Linked DNA regions of Mus musculus: all the other regions are linked to region 2. The links are chromatin contacts, called in public ChIA-PET maps. All regions are on one chromosome and are shown on one strand. The core of a region is the stretch at or near the end of the contact, and the rest is flanking DNA. Distances in the headings are between cores, read along the strand shown. Region 1 has its middle 45 kb from the start of Tpp2. Region 2 overlaps Nck2 (non-catalytic region of tyrosine kinase adaptor protein 2). Region 3 holds the start of AI597479 (expressed sequence AI597479). Region 4 holds the start of Fhl2 (four and a half LIM domains 2). Region 5 has its middle 37 kb from the start of Gm29040.

Region 1 (2,700 bases), core at 10-2,509, 350 kb before region 2:
GAGGAGTCCTGACACAAACAAGATAACCGGAGGGACAGGCCCCAGGCAGAGACAGTGAGTGCAGCTAGCACTAGAGATATCCAGAGTTCCCGTGTACAGTTAGCTTTGAATATCTTAGGCAATAAAGGTGTGTTTTTAAAAAAGAAAACAAGGTTTCTCACAAGACATGTCATGTTCAACACACATTAAGTAAGTTCTTTTTTTTTAATAGTTAAGAGACTTTATTCTAACAGCTATAATTACAGTGCTTGTAGAAATGAAAACTGAAAACAAGTATACAAAACAGTTGATTACTAATTGTGTATTGAAAGCGGTAAGAGGTTCCACGACACCAAATAAACCAGTTCTGAGATTTCCCCAAGATAAATTTAACAGCTCCAGCTTCTTCAGTGTTTATCAAAATGCAAAAGAAAAAAGTAGAGGTCGTCTTTCGATGGCAAATCGGACCCTTGCAGGCTGAGGGAGGAAGCTACTTCACACATGGAGATGGGGGTGCTCCAGGATGTGGGTCTGTAATGGGCCGACCCTCCCACCTTGCACGCACTCCTGCTGGTGAGACCCAGGCCTCCTGCCAGCGCGTCCAAGTGGGCCCAAGAGTAGGCTGGGTATGCAGGCTGCCACTGGGCCTTGCACACACCAAGTACAAGCCAGGCCCTGCACCCCACAATGGCTCCCAGCCTACCCTACGTAATCGTGTGAGCACAAGTACAAGCACAATGCTATGGAATGCAGGTGACCCAAAGACATGCGAGTCACGGGGGCTCTACTGTGACCATGCGGCGGATGATGGTTTGTTTGTCACCTTCTCTCCTGTTCCCACAGCGAGACAGGTGATCTGATAACTAGCATTCAGGCCATTAACTGCAAAACCTACACTAGGCATAGTCTCCGTTCTGTGTGTTCAAGTGTTCTTGTCCTGAATTTTTAACTATTTTTTTAAAAAAATGCACTGAGTTTGGGTTAAAAACCAACCACCAAATGGATACCGACACCAGTTTACAGCCCAATGGCTCCCGGAGGCCAGGTGCCCCTACACCCAAATCCCTTCTCAGTACTGACAGTGAGTTGATTCTCTTTTTACAATAAAAAAGCTAAGTAATATTGCATAGGAGTACCAGAAACTGCCTCAGTGGAAACAGAAACTATTTACATTAAATAAAAACCTGGCTGCAGGCTGCGTCTGCACATGTACAGCACGGTGCGATGCACAATGTGACCAACCCATGGAGACAGCTTCTGGCACTTAGGACCACAGAGTTGCACGTTTGCCACATGAGAGGAAAGCTGAGGGCAGAGAAGAGGAAGTGAGGGGGATGGAGGGGGTCTGGTTCACTTCTGGTTCCGGAGCTGATTAGACAGCCAATCTAGTCCTTCATAGAGCCTGTCCCCGCTGGTGGCACAGGTGGCCTGAATGTACCAGTTCCTGTGGCGTAGAGAGTGCAGCCCCAGCTTGTGACCGCTGTGATTTTGGCCGCTTTCACGGCATTGGGGAGGTTCTGCTTGCTGGCAAACACCAAGAGAACAGCATCTCGGAGCTCATCTTCAGCTAGCATCCTCATGAGCTCTTCACAGGCCTCGTTCACACGCTCTCTGTCATTGCTGTCCACTACGAAGATCAAGCCTTGGGTGTTCTGGAAGTAGTGGCGCCACAGCGGCGGGATCTTGTCCTGGCCGCCCACATCCCACACAGTGAAGCTGATATTCTTGTATTCTTGTATTGAAACCAATAGTGGGAATGGTGGTCACAATTTCGCGCAGCTTCAGTTTGTATAGAATTGTTGTCTTCCCTGCAGCATCCAGGCCCACCATAAGAATGTGCATTTCTTTTTTGCCAAAAAGGCCCTTGAAGAGGTTTGCAAAGATATTCCCCATGTTTGTGGACAGGTGGAATCGATATTGGCCAAAGACCTCCGTGGCGGCTGCTCCCAGCCAGGCATTGGTTTCGCTCTCCATTAAGTAAGTTCTTACTTGCATTTTAGTCTGCAACACTGTATGTCATTACTTTATTGTTTTTTTACATGCCCATTTCACAGAAAATTGTCCAATGCGTTATAGCTTTAAAAAAGTACTTTAACATAGATGCTACACAAAACACAGTACAATGTGAATGCCTGTGTATTCTGCGCTGTGCTAGAAATCAGAAGGGTGTTTAGTTTAGAACTCCCATATATACTTAGCTTAAACATCATAGGAGGTAAAGGTGTGTTGTTAAGAAGAAAACAAGAATTTTACTCACAATAGATGTCATATTCAAATTGCATAACATTCTTATTTATAATTAATTTACTTTATATGGGGTACTTTATGTCATTACTTTCATATATTTTTGCATACACATTTCACAGAAAACTGTAAAATGATCTACCGCTGGAAAAAAAAAGTTCTTTAACATAGACGCTAGAGAAAACACAGTACAACGTGAATGAATGCATGTTCCTCTGTGTGCTAATAACGAGAAGAGTGTTTTTTTTAAGTGTTCCTGAGTACATCTTAGGTGGTAAATTAATGTTGTTAAGAAGAAAACAGAAAATCTTCTCACAGTAGACGTCATGTTCAAAAGGCATTAAACAGTTCTTATTCTTATTGGATTTTCTTTAGTCTGCAACACTGTATGTCATTACTTTAATGTATTTTCACGTGCACATTTCACAGAAAATTGTACAATTTGATATAGCTGGAAGAAAAGTACTTTAACATAGA
Region 2 (2,700 bases), core at 191-2,690:
CTTGCTTCTGTTTGGTAGAATCTTTGGTGTGGAACCTATAAACAGAGACAGGGACTCACAGTAATGAATCTGACCTTCTGTCCTCCATGAAGACACAAGGGGCTACGGCAGCCTAGTGGGCGGAGCAACACGGATTTCATGCACTCTACTGCTAGCTCCACACCTGCTTCTCCAGGATTTCTTAGCTATACCCCTCCCACATCTCATGGTCTCTCCTAGATTTTGTCCTATTAACTTAAAAAAAAAATCTTTCTCTATTTCCTAATTATCCTCCCACTGATCTGTTATAAGCTGTTTTATATTTTTGGTTCTAAATACTTGGAAATGCATGTGATACAAAAACAAATATGAATTATATGAATTATTCTGAGTGTCTGGCAGCACAACAGTATAGAAGTTTCCATAGTATTCCAGCAGCAATCCATGTGGCAGCCTGTTTCTACTGTGAACAATCTGGGGAGACAGAGTTGTAATGGATTCTAAATAAGAATGCTTTTGCGTTTAACTCATACGTGCACAAGGGTAGATAGTAATGACACCACAGAGTGGGTGAAGTCATGACAGACTTCTAGAGAAGTCTGGACATCTGAGACAGAATTGAGGTCCTGCTTCTTTAATGTTAAAATTTTCCAGGGGTGTGTTGGGCTGTGTCCTGATCTTTAATGAAGTAGTTCCACAGAGTGACTTGGCTAGGAATCATGTTCTAAGGCAAGATGGCAAGCAGACTTCAGTCAGTACAGAAAAGCCCAGGACTTCTACAGCAAATGCACTGCCACAAATCAATATCTCCCTTAACAGGATAAAAACCTCAAGCACTCCAAAGAACCAAGAAGTAAAGGGCCTGTCAGAAAACTTAAATGCCCTGGCGAATATCAGGCACCCTGCAGAGACAGCCCATGTGCTTTGCACCAACTCCATTGAGAGCAGCAAGGAGCCATCCAAGCAACTTAACTGAAATGCATACAAAGGGTAAATCGAAACAACAGCCAGGGAGCAACCAAGTCACCAATATGAACAGTCCACAGGAATCAACTAGACAGCTCACTCCTTTCTCCCTGGGGTCCCCTAAGAGACTGGAGAACGGCAGAGAGTGCAGGCAGGCTTCAGTGGGTTTGAATTTCAACCTCATGACTTACTGTGTGTGTGTTCTTCAGCACAACAGTAACTTCCAAGACTCAATATTCTTCTGAAAAATGAGGTACTCACTTCTCTTTTATGGGTGAGGCAAAGATTAAATAAGTGAAGCCCTTGCTGATCATTCTCTGAAAAGCCACATGAGGTCAGGTGGGGACCTGGGTTTTCTGCTGTGGGAGCTTTCTGCTGGGCTTCAGAGCGACCGACAGCACAATGCCCAACTGTAGAAGGAGTCCACACCTGTGTATCAGCTCCTGCATGCTATTGTAAAGTTCTCTAGCCCCTTTCTGCCAGGGAGTGAAGCCGTGACAGCTTTTAACTAACAGGATGTGGTATTTTGTTACCCCTCCCTGGCATTAGTCTATTGGTGTTAACTATTCAGTTAGCTGCAATCAAAGATAGGAGGAGCAGCTGCCCCTTAAGCACTCACAAAGCTCAGGAGTTCTGCGTTCAGCAGGCCAAAGCCACATCCAGAAAAGACAAAAGCAAACCCTGAAGAGGACTGGATACTGAAGGTTAGCCATCAAAAAAAGAAAATGATGGAAAGGCTGGCTTGAGGTACTTACTATGCACCTCAGAAATATCAGGTCTCTGCTGTAGTCACCAAATAAAAATGATTTAAATGGCTCTAAAACCCGAAATTCACAGAAACAAAGCAACTATGTTCCATGGCTTAGCCTCCAGACCTATGTATAACAGCAGACTCTGGGAATAAGCACCAGTATACATGAGGAGGTCAGAGGAGGGCAGCGGGCATCTTGCTCTACCATGTTCTGCCTTGCTCTCTTCAGACAGGACCTCTCACTTAACCTGGAGCTGGGTTAGTGGCCAACAAGCTCCGGCTCCACCCTACCCCACTCCCACCCCACCAGTGTTAGGGGCGCACATATACATCCAAACACACTTGACATTTTCCACAGGCTTGGGGAGTCAAACTCAGGTCTTAATGCAAGTGTTCTGACCAGGTAGGCCATTTCCCCTCCTCTATTTTGAAACAGAGCCTCATGCAGCTCAAACTGGCTTCAAACTCGGCTATGGTTCCAAGGCAGACCTCGAACTTCTTCTGATCTTCCTGCCAGGATTGCAGGTATGTGTCACCACGTTCCAGCTAATACATTTTCTTTTCCTTACAAAGGAACCAGTCTGAGGTACTTTACTCTGGCAGCAACAAAAATGTAAGCCGTGAGCTCTCTATACTTAACAGTCATGCAGGAGTGTCCCCACCTGTCATTTCCACCAAACACACCCACTCCCTCTCTACTCAACTCATACAGGTCTCCTCTCCAGGCCACTTTTATTTATTTACTTTTATTTTTATTTTTTCCTGTCTCTCCATTTCTCTTTGTCCTTCTGCTGGTCTTTTGGGTTCAGAATCCCCAAGTAATCAATGACTGATGCTTCTGTGTTCCACGTTGAGCCGCAAGGTCTGGAAAGCACCACTGTAAATTTCACTGTAAATGAGCTTCTCCATTCTCACTACTGAGCTCAGGGCTTGGAAAGTCATGCATGGGTCATGTTGAGGCCCTGTTTCCAGCCTCTAAAAACAGACACCGTCCTCTGTTGTCC
Region 3 (2,700 bases), core at 22-2,521, 440 kb after region 2:
CTCATATCCCAGTTCTGTCTCAACATCTTGGAGCACAATATTGCAAAAACACACAGGAAAAATTGGGGAAACGTATGCTTTGCAAAAATGGAAAAAAAACAAAAACAATGCCAGCTGTTTAGTTTGATTTCATTTTTAAGTTGTTGAATCATCTTATTCCTCTTTCATACAGTATATTGCTGGCTTTCAACTTGCATTTACTCTGGGATGGGAGTATCTGAATACACTTGGACAACATTCCCAGAGGATGTCATCTGCTTGGATGGCACTGAAGGGGCTGCCTTCTGGCAGCAGTGCTTACAAGTGCTGTCCTTGGGTCATCAGCAAGAACTCGTTAAAATACAGTATCAGGGCACATTTGGAACGAACTTAATGAGAAGCAGATGATGGGGCTCAATAACATGTTTTAGTAAGCCTTTGATTATCCTGGTGTGAGTAAAAGATTGAGAATCACAGGTTAAAAGTCATTATTAAAATAGTGACTGAGAACTTCAAGAAATTAGAGAAAGATACGGTACTGGGGGGGCAAAACCACATGGAATACAAAACGTGCCACATAAAACTCTAAAGAAACTTTCAGCAGTTCTGCCATTTTAAATAAAACATCACACTTTTCTTTTATGATCTGCTATTATCTTAGGTCACACCGCAGGGGCGGCGGGGGGCGGGGGGGGGTGCATGCACCACCTGGAAAGCTAGGTGCTTTAAGTTCTCCAAACGGTTACTGTGTCCTGATAATGATCTTAAGAAGTAGGTCCATCTCTCTGAGACCCGAGTGTCTGTCTCTAAGAGAGGCGAGAAGCTACCTAACAGACTAATTTTCAGATGTTTTGGATCCAGCCCTGATTGCCCCAGACTTCTTCCCTCCCGGTCTGTTCTTCTAGTCTATCTCTTCCGCAGGCCGTTGCTTGCACACAGGCAGCGGAGGTCGTCTGTCACACCCTTTCCGAGCTCTAGAGGATTTCCCGGGGGTTCCAGTCACTCTCTGGAGGCTTCCTTTGGGGATCAAGGGAGGCAAGCCCCATCCGATCAGTGTGGGCGGGGAGCGGCCACGAGCCTCCCGCAGGCCTGCCTGTCCCCGGCTGCCCGTCCGTCCTCGGTCGGCCCGAGCGCCCCACCTGCTCCAGGGTGAGGAGGAGGAACTCCTGGGATAGCAGCTCAGGGTGCAGCAGCAGCTCCGCGTCCGTACAGCTGCGACCGCCCACATCCCCCGCCATGGTTGTCGCCAGGAGACCCCCTGGCCGGCCTCCCACAAGGCACTGCGGCGGAAGCGTCGCGGAAGTGACGTGAGGGGGCGGGACTCTGGTGTCACTCAGCGCGCCCGAGACGCGATGCTTTTCCCAGAGAGTAGAGTTTATGGCTGGCCGACTCGGCTGACGCACCTCAGCCAAGAGGACGAACTGGGACTGAGAGCGGAGCAGAGTCCTGCCCGGGCTGCGCCGAAAGCACCGGAGGCTAAGCAACGCGAGCTGGCCGCCATTGGTCCCGCCCCCTGTGACGTCCCATGGCAGAGGCCTCAGGGATTCTCCCGACTGCGTGGAGAGACAGAATGGAACAAGAGGGCAGACAGCTGTGACCCCAGATGGCATTGTCATGTCTGAAGCCATGCTTCTTTTCGCTTTTTACAATGTCTCAATCGTTTATTGCCTAATCTCCCTTCTACATAAAGTAAGCCCAAATAACACTCTGTAATCCCCTCTCCTCGGACATGGTAAGCATCAAGTATTGTTCCCTGGAAAGATCTTTAAACCGACCAGCTTACGTGTGGGAAATAATAAGAGAAAGTAGTAGCGCCAGTCCAGCGACTGTTACACTACTCCCCAGATCAGCCTGATGTGCTACTAGAATGCTTGTTTCTGGTATGAGGAAAATGAGCAATAGGACGGATAATTGGAGATCACAGACTGGCAGTGACAGGAACCAAGCAAACTGCCTTTGCGCTTACTAATAATTACAATGAAGTCGTGGTTTTTACTTTAACAAAATATTGTAGGCTTCAACTATATTCTAGTATTTGTGTGAGAAATCTCTTTCATCATTCATAGGAGACAGAGTCCTCAAGTTTTTGCACATTAAAAGGTTGTACTTCATACCTGTTATGAGAGCATAGTTTGTATGCTCTATAATGTATCGTTTTATTGGAAACTGTTGCATTGTTTATGAAAATATGAACTACTAGGAGTCTACCAAAAATATGCTTGAAAGAGTGCTGAAAAATAAATGAGATGTTAAATTAGTAATGAGAGACATCTTGTAAAATTTTCCAGTTTATGTGATGCTTTCAGGGAAGAAACAATTACAGAGCTGGGAGGAAATTTTAATGTTAGTGCTTAAAAATATTCAATCCAGTCCTTTTATTTTTGTGTTTGGAAAGCTGATCTAAGTGACCTTCCCTGAAAGGACAAGTCTTAAAGCTGGGCCAAATGTTCTCAAATGGGATTAAATGCCTTAGCTTTGTAACATTATTGTGCTAGTATATATTCAAATTAACCTTTATATTGTCGTATAATAATGAGTCTGGCATGGATGGCATCATTGGCTCCATTTCCTTCACTATAAGGTTATACTAGTTGCTAGAGTAGCTGTTTTGCAGGAAACTTGAACTTACAACCAAACCCAGTTTTCACTGGGTAAGCTGAGCTGGTCTCACGCCAGTTTCTTCAGGAAACTGCTGAAGAATAATTGAAATAAGGATTATAC
Region 4 (2,700 bases), core at 85-2,584, 380 kb after region 2:
TTGACTGCGTGGCAGTTATTCTAACACCCTTGTTTCTCAAGTTCTGAGGTTCCACCACGGAGACCCTCCAGTGACACCAATCAGGAAGTATCAACCAGAAGAAAGCCACCACACAGTTCTTCCTGCCTTTACTGGAAAACGTGTTGCCTTCAGCTCCCCTCGAATGATGGAAACAGCTTCGACCAGTGATGGTTCTTCACTGTCCATTTGACTGGGTTTTGAATCACCTAGGAGACACACCTCTAGAAGAATTTTTGTGGTAGTTCCAGAGAGGTTTAACTGAGGAGGAAAGACTGGCCCCCAAGGTGGACAGCACTTCTCAAGAGCTGGGTAGAGGAAGCTGAGCACCAGTCTCTTTTCTCTCTGTGTCCTGGCTGAGAAGGAAATGTGGCCAGCCACTTCCCATCCTTCCAGTGGCCATACCATCTCAGTGATGACCAACTAGATCCCTTCACAGACCCTGCACCCAAGCGAATCCCTTCATCAAGTGGCTTCTGTCACCTCACAACACTGACAAGTCACTACCCCAGGCCTTCATTGCTTCTCCACATGCCCATCTTCTACCGTGCCCGCATATGGACTCATTTGCTCAAGAGAGGAAGCTGGCTTTCCTGGGCATGAGGATACCGTATGCCTCCCAACACTGTGTTGAACAGTGTCCCGTGCCCCTTTTAAAGGCCAACTCTGCAGAGGATCTTGTCCTTCAGAGTGTGAAGGACACATTAAGACCAGTGTTTTCTTTTTTCCCAGAGGGAGCCACTGAATGTTCAACAGTTCTCTAGCCTTGAGTGTTGGGCAAAGGGCCTTCTATCAGTGAGCTCCTTAGTGGAACTAATTAATGATTCTCTAGGTCATCGGTTTGGTTCATTCCATGATGGAAAGTGTCTGCAAGGTAAGGCGCAGAAGGCTACCATGTCATTGTGTGCACCACACACACATAGTTCCTTCCCCCAAATCTGCAAATGACCCATCCATGCTTGCACCAGGCTGCACTCAGGCAGGACCCCGCAACCCGGACGTGTCCTGGTGACAGTAGCCCCATGTCATTTCGCCCTTGGGTGTCAGCTGCTACAGCTCTCTGCACTGCATAGCAACTAGCCCTGGAGCCAAGGCCAGGACGCAGCGAGGGTTGACCGTGTGAGCCAAACACCAGGAAGCAAGGAAGGAGGTTAAGTCAAACAAAAGGTCTGTGGTAGCGTCATCAGGGGAACAGACGACGACCGGCTGGCTGCCGAGGGGCGCTCGCTACCGCGCCTGGCTCTCCTGGCCAGCGCGCCCAGCCCGCCGCCCGGGCGCGTGTGTCCTTATATGGTCAAATGACTCGGCGGGGGTTCTCGAGGGCGGGCGCAGCTCCTGCTGCACTCCGCCCGCTGAGCCGCCACCGCCACCGGTCCACAGTCCGCTGGGTTCCCTTAGACCCCGGCCCCACCGCGCGAGTACTACTGCGGCCGCCCAGGCCACAGCCCTGCTTGGGACACAAGGATCGCCACCAGACCGCTGCCCTAGGACGCGTCGAGAGCCTGTGGCCAGCGCACTCGGACCGTGGGGCGGAGACCCAGGAGACCGGAGCAGAGCTGTGCAGACAGCATCAGGGTAGGGACCTAAACGGAGAGAACAGGTTCTGGCGATAGGAGAGCCCTATTTGCAGGGGACACTCGGGATGGGGACCCAGAACGGAGAGGACAGATCCGGGAGAGAGGAGAGCGTAGCTGGGCATACTTAGGATGAGGACTCGAAATGAAGGGGAGGGAGATGAAGGGGCGACAGTGAATCGGAAATGTGGTGGGGGAGGGCGCTTGGGGGAAGGCTTGAGGGGAGACTTCAGGACTTGAGAGTTGATCTACAGGAAGACACCCCCAGGAAGAGCAGATGCGGGGCAGAGAGGACCAGAATCATGAGTGTTGGAGAACCTGAGCATAGGAGAGCCGAATTTGGAAATGGTGGGGAGGGACCTTTGATGTCCAGAGGGAGGGTTGCAGCCCTGTAGGGGTGGATCACTTCCAGGTGGTGGGAGACAATGAACTGCCCACAGGCAAACCCCCCCCCCGGGGGGCGGGGGATGAAGTGGAACTGGTCCCTGAAGTCTATGGAAAGGAGGTGACAGGCTGGTCAGCACGTGGATAGCCAAGCATTTCCTTTGAGAAGAAGTGGGAGTTTGCCTGTGACCACACATCTTGACTAACCACCCAAACTAAAACCTGAGCCATGGCGGGGGGGGGGGGGGGGGAGAAAAACAACACTTTTAAATGAAAAGAATTCTGATAGATTTCAGTCTTGTGGAAAGAAAGTCTTGAAATGCTTTTTTTCTGATCTTAAGTGAAGAACTAGCCATATTTGCTGGATAGTCTTCAGTTGTGTCTCTGGAACTCAACAAAGCTGGCATTTTTTTGAAGTCTACAGCTGTCTTCGGTGAAGCCAACTTGTGGCATGCACTTTCTTACGCATATTTTGGGATGTAGTTAACTATAATTTGGACTTAGCACGAGATTGTCTTCAAAATACTGCTCTAGATGTGTCTCATGTTGCGGTACTACTTGGCTTGTGTGTAGCCAATTTTGCAGTAGTGTAGAGAGATCTAAAGAAAGGGTGTTTGTTGGTGTGGCTGTATGTGTGGTGATTGTTTCGGTTGTTGTTGTTTGGGATAAAGCTTCATTCTGTAGCCAGGAAAGCCTGGGATTTACAGTACCATCATCCCCGGTA
Region 5 (2,700 bases), core at 155-2,654, 320 kb after region 2:
GCTATATTAAAAACAGGAAGCTAGAAGTACTGGCACAGACGCTGAGAAATGGGAGCCGTGCTTTGCTGGTGTGGAGGTAAAACAGAGCTGACACTGAGGGAAACAATATGCTGCTCCTTGAAATCTAAATATAGAATTATATGTTACTCAAGAATTCTACCTTGGTCAATGTGTCAAAAAGAACTGAAAGTGGGACTCTGGCTTCTTTCTCCTTTGTTCCTAGCAGTATTGCTCAGAAAAGTCAACGGCAGAAACACTCAACTGGCTGTTCGCGAGCACAGGCATAGTCCAGGAGGACGAAAGGGTCCTGAAGGTGGAGGAATGAGGGTGTGTGGCATCATGAAGTTCTAATGCCAAAGAACTACATTCTTAAAAACAGAAGGGTAAATTTCATGTTGTGTATTATTTTTTTTTCCTGTAAAAATGTCCTCAGTAAAGAAAAGTTAGAAAAGTGGAGCTTTCTGCATGTTTGTCGTTCTGGTAAAAATCACAAAGCAAGCTCAGGTTTGATCCTCTTTCCATCTCCAAAAATTCCTTCCTGCTCTGTGGGAAACTGAAGGGTATTTTTTGCATGCATTTCTATGGTTCCTGAGCCTGAGGAATGTGGTTAATGCTTAATGGCAGTTGTCAGAGTCAACGTTGCCAACAAGTTCCTAGAAGTGTTTTTAAACACCCACAACCCAACATCCTCTTCCCCAGGTGAACTGTCTCCAAGTGAAACTGATCAGAACTGGCATCTTCTTCCCCGGCCCCAGGCAACAATTTCTGAGCTTGCTTTCCTCAATGACAGAGAATAGTAAGACCGAATCTACCAGAAAGTGTTTTATAAAAATTAAAATCTCAGGATCACAAGTTCAAAAATGAACTTGAAGTCAAACTTTATGGCCCATGACTTTGGAAAAACTCTTTCTACAACCAAATATTTTGCATATTTTTGGTAGTCTACCTGGAGTTCTTCTCAGCTCGTTTCACTGACCCAAATGTGAACACTAAACAGCCAGACCAGCAAGCAGGGAACAGTGCTATAAGGAGTTTCTTATGCTAGCAAGAGTTGGGGGGAGCCCCTAAATACTGATAATGGCCCCCAGTTACTTGGCTCAGGGTACTCTTGATAGATTATTTCTTTTTCGGTTCTGTTCTAAAATTGGAACTTGAAAGAACTTCTAGTTTGACCTAAAGGCCAAGCCTGAAGAATAATAATGGGCTCCTTCAAAGAATAGTGGAGGTTCTCTGAAAGAATCCCTAACATAGATAGGTTCCTAGAGAAGGCATAGACAACCTAAAAGTGCCAGTGTGAACTCCTGAATAAAACTTAAAGAATGGAAGTCCCTGCCCCACCCACAGGAACCCATGTGTAAACTCAGATTCTCTGGATCTCATTAAAGTGACTCATGAAAGTGAAACCAGCTGCCTTCCCACGTGATAGGCAATTTACCAATGTTCTCACTGTGCTGTTACGTGTGAGAAGAGGTGGTCACCAAAGAGAGAGGCTCAGGTTGAGTTTCTGTTTCTGCAATTTGTGTTGTGGTGATAGCAGTGTCCTCTCATGCAAGGAGAATACACTCCAAGATCACACAGTGGGTTCCTGAGACCAAATACAGTAGTAACTGATAGCTTTGACTGTTGACTTTATTGGATTAGGAAACAAAACACCATGGTACTGGCACAAAAGCACAAAAGTTGGAGAATATACTAGAGGAGACAGAAATAAGCCCACACAATTACAGCCACCTAATTTTTGACAAAGCCATAAAGACACCCATAAGACAGAAGAACAGATACCCTCTTTTCAAATTTTGTGAGAAAACTAGATCTGTATCTCTCACCTTGCACTACACCCAATTCAAAATGGATCAAAAACCTTAATGGAGGATTTAAAATTTCGGAACTACTCAAAGAAAACATGTGTAAAGCACATCAAGATGCAAAATAGGCAAGGATTTTCTAAGTAGGATTTCAATAGTGCAGGAAATAATCCTAAGAACTAACAATGGCATCAGATAAAGCTGAAAAGCTTCTTCATAGCAAATGATATAGTCAGCAGAAAGAGACAGCCTACGGAATAGGAGAAAATAATTGCTGATCGCTAAAGTGGAGATGTCTGGTTTCTTGGGAGACTCAGATGAAAGAATGTTTTGCTGAAGCAGACACAGGTGAAAGGATGTTGTATGATAGCAAATACATGAAAGGATGCATGATGTTTAGAGAGAATATATATATGTATATGTATATATATATATACATATATATATATATACATATATATATATATGTATATATATATATATATATATATATATATGAGACCCCCACAGACAGTGGAAGTTCGAGCATTAGCTCACTTTGTTCAGCCTCAGTAGTCTTCACTGATGACACTCCTTACACTGTGTTGTTGAGCTTTGCTTGTGGTGACTTCATAGAGAAAAACTCATCAAAGAACTCATTAGATTCCTGTGGCTTCTTGCCTGGACTCAGGCTGATTTGCCTCATGGCTTCTTCTGGATTGAACTGCCCTTGCTGACTCGTGTGTGGTGTCTGCCAAGTGGACTGGACAGCAGCTGCCGGTTCATGTTTGGTGTTTGCTAGTGAACTGGACTAAGCACAGTGAAAATTGGATTTGCCCCAAATCACTATTTCTAAACTGGTCCGATTCCCATATCCTAATAACGTTTCTTTTTCACTACTTCTGGTGGGTGCTGG

The links. ChIA-PET counts read pairs in DNA pulled down with a chosen protein or histone mark.
Region 1: a contact with region 2 is called in an RNA polymerase II ChIA-PET map of memory CD8 T cells, with 23 read pairs. The contact joins two enhancer-like sites. A contact is called at or near these places in 1 of 484 Hi-C or Micro-C datasets (CD8 T cells) and 2 of 115 datasets of contacts at active chromatin or transcription factors (memory CD8 T cells and pancreatic cancer cells).
Region 3: a contact with region 2 is called in an RNA polymerase II ChIA-PET map of memory CD8 T cells, with 33 read pairs. The contact joins the promoter of AI597479 here to the enhancer-like site in region 2. A contact is called at or near these places in 1 of 484 Hi-C or Micro-C datasets (CD4 T cells) and 6 of 115 datasets of contacts at active chromatin or transcription factors (the SCID.adh cell line, bone marrow-derived macrophages, double positive thymocytes and 3 more).
Region 4: an RNA polymerase II ChIA-PET map of memory CD8 T cells shows a contact between it and region 2, with 25 read pairs. The contact joins the promoter of Fhl2 here to the enhancer-like site in region 2. A contact is called at or near these places in 1 of 39 promoter capture datasets (liver), 2 of 484 Hi-C or Micro-C datasets (Th1 cells and nephron progenitors) and 4 of 115 datasets of contacts at active chromatin or transcription factors (embryonic stem cells, memory CD8 T cells and pancreatic cancer cells).
Region 5: an RNA polymerase II ChIA-PET map of memory CD8 T cells shows a contact between it and region 2, with 37 read pairs. The contact joins two enhancer-like sites. A contact is called at or near these places in 3 of 115 datasets of contacts at active chromatin or transcription factors (CD8 T cells, effector CD8 T cells and memory CD8 T cells).

What each region holds. Positions count from the first base shown.
Region 1 is chr1:43,887,225-43,889,924 of GRCm38.p6, reverse strand. It overlaps the pseudogene Gm19587. Among named protein-coding and RNA genes, the nearest start is that of Tpp2, 45 kb to the left of the region's middle. Within about 2 kb of position 1,259, at least 31 of the 459 cell types and tissues checked have an H3K27ac peak or open chromatin away from gene starts, as enhancers often do. A contact at or near this core is called in CD8 T cells and memory CD8 T cells, where this site is marked.
Region 2 is chr1:43,541,246-43,543,945 of GRCm38.p6, reverse strand. All of the region lies in intron 3 of Nck2 (non-catalytic region of tyrosine kinase adaptor protein 2), which reads right to left. Among named protein-coding and RNA genes, the nearest start is that of Nck2, 97 kb to the right of the region's middle. Within about 2 kb of position 1,440, at least 64 of the 459 cell types and tissues checked have an H3K27ac peak or open chromatin away from gene starts, as enhancers often do. A contact at or near this core is called in CD8 T cells, the SCID.adh cell line, double positive thymocytes and 2 more, where this site is marked.
Region 3 is chr1:43,097,281-43,099,980 of GRCm38.p6, reverse strand. AI597479 (expressed sequence AI597479) reads right to left here and starts at 1,271. Exons shown (of 4, transcript NM_133818.1): 1 at 1,119-1,271. The coding sequence starts at 1,217. It also overlaps a transcript of Tgfbrap1 not described here.
Region 4 is chr1:43,162,595-43,165,294 of GRCm38.p6, reverse strand. It overlaps Fhl2 (four and a half LIM domains 2), which reads left to right and starts at 1,334. Exons shown (of 6, transcript NM_010212.4): 1 at 1,334-1,593.
Region 5 is chr1:43,223,100-43,225,799 of GRCm38.p6, reverse strand. No RefSeq gene overlaps it. Among named protein-coding and RNA genes, the nearest start is that of Gm29040, 37 kb to the left of the region's middle. Within about 2 kb of position 1,404, at least 106 of the 459 cell types and tissues checked have an H3K27ac peak or open chromatin away from gene starts, as enhancers often do. A contact at or near this core is called in CD8 T cells, effector CD8 T cells and memory CD8 T cells, where this site is marked.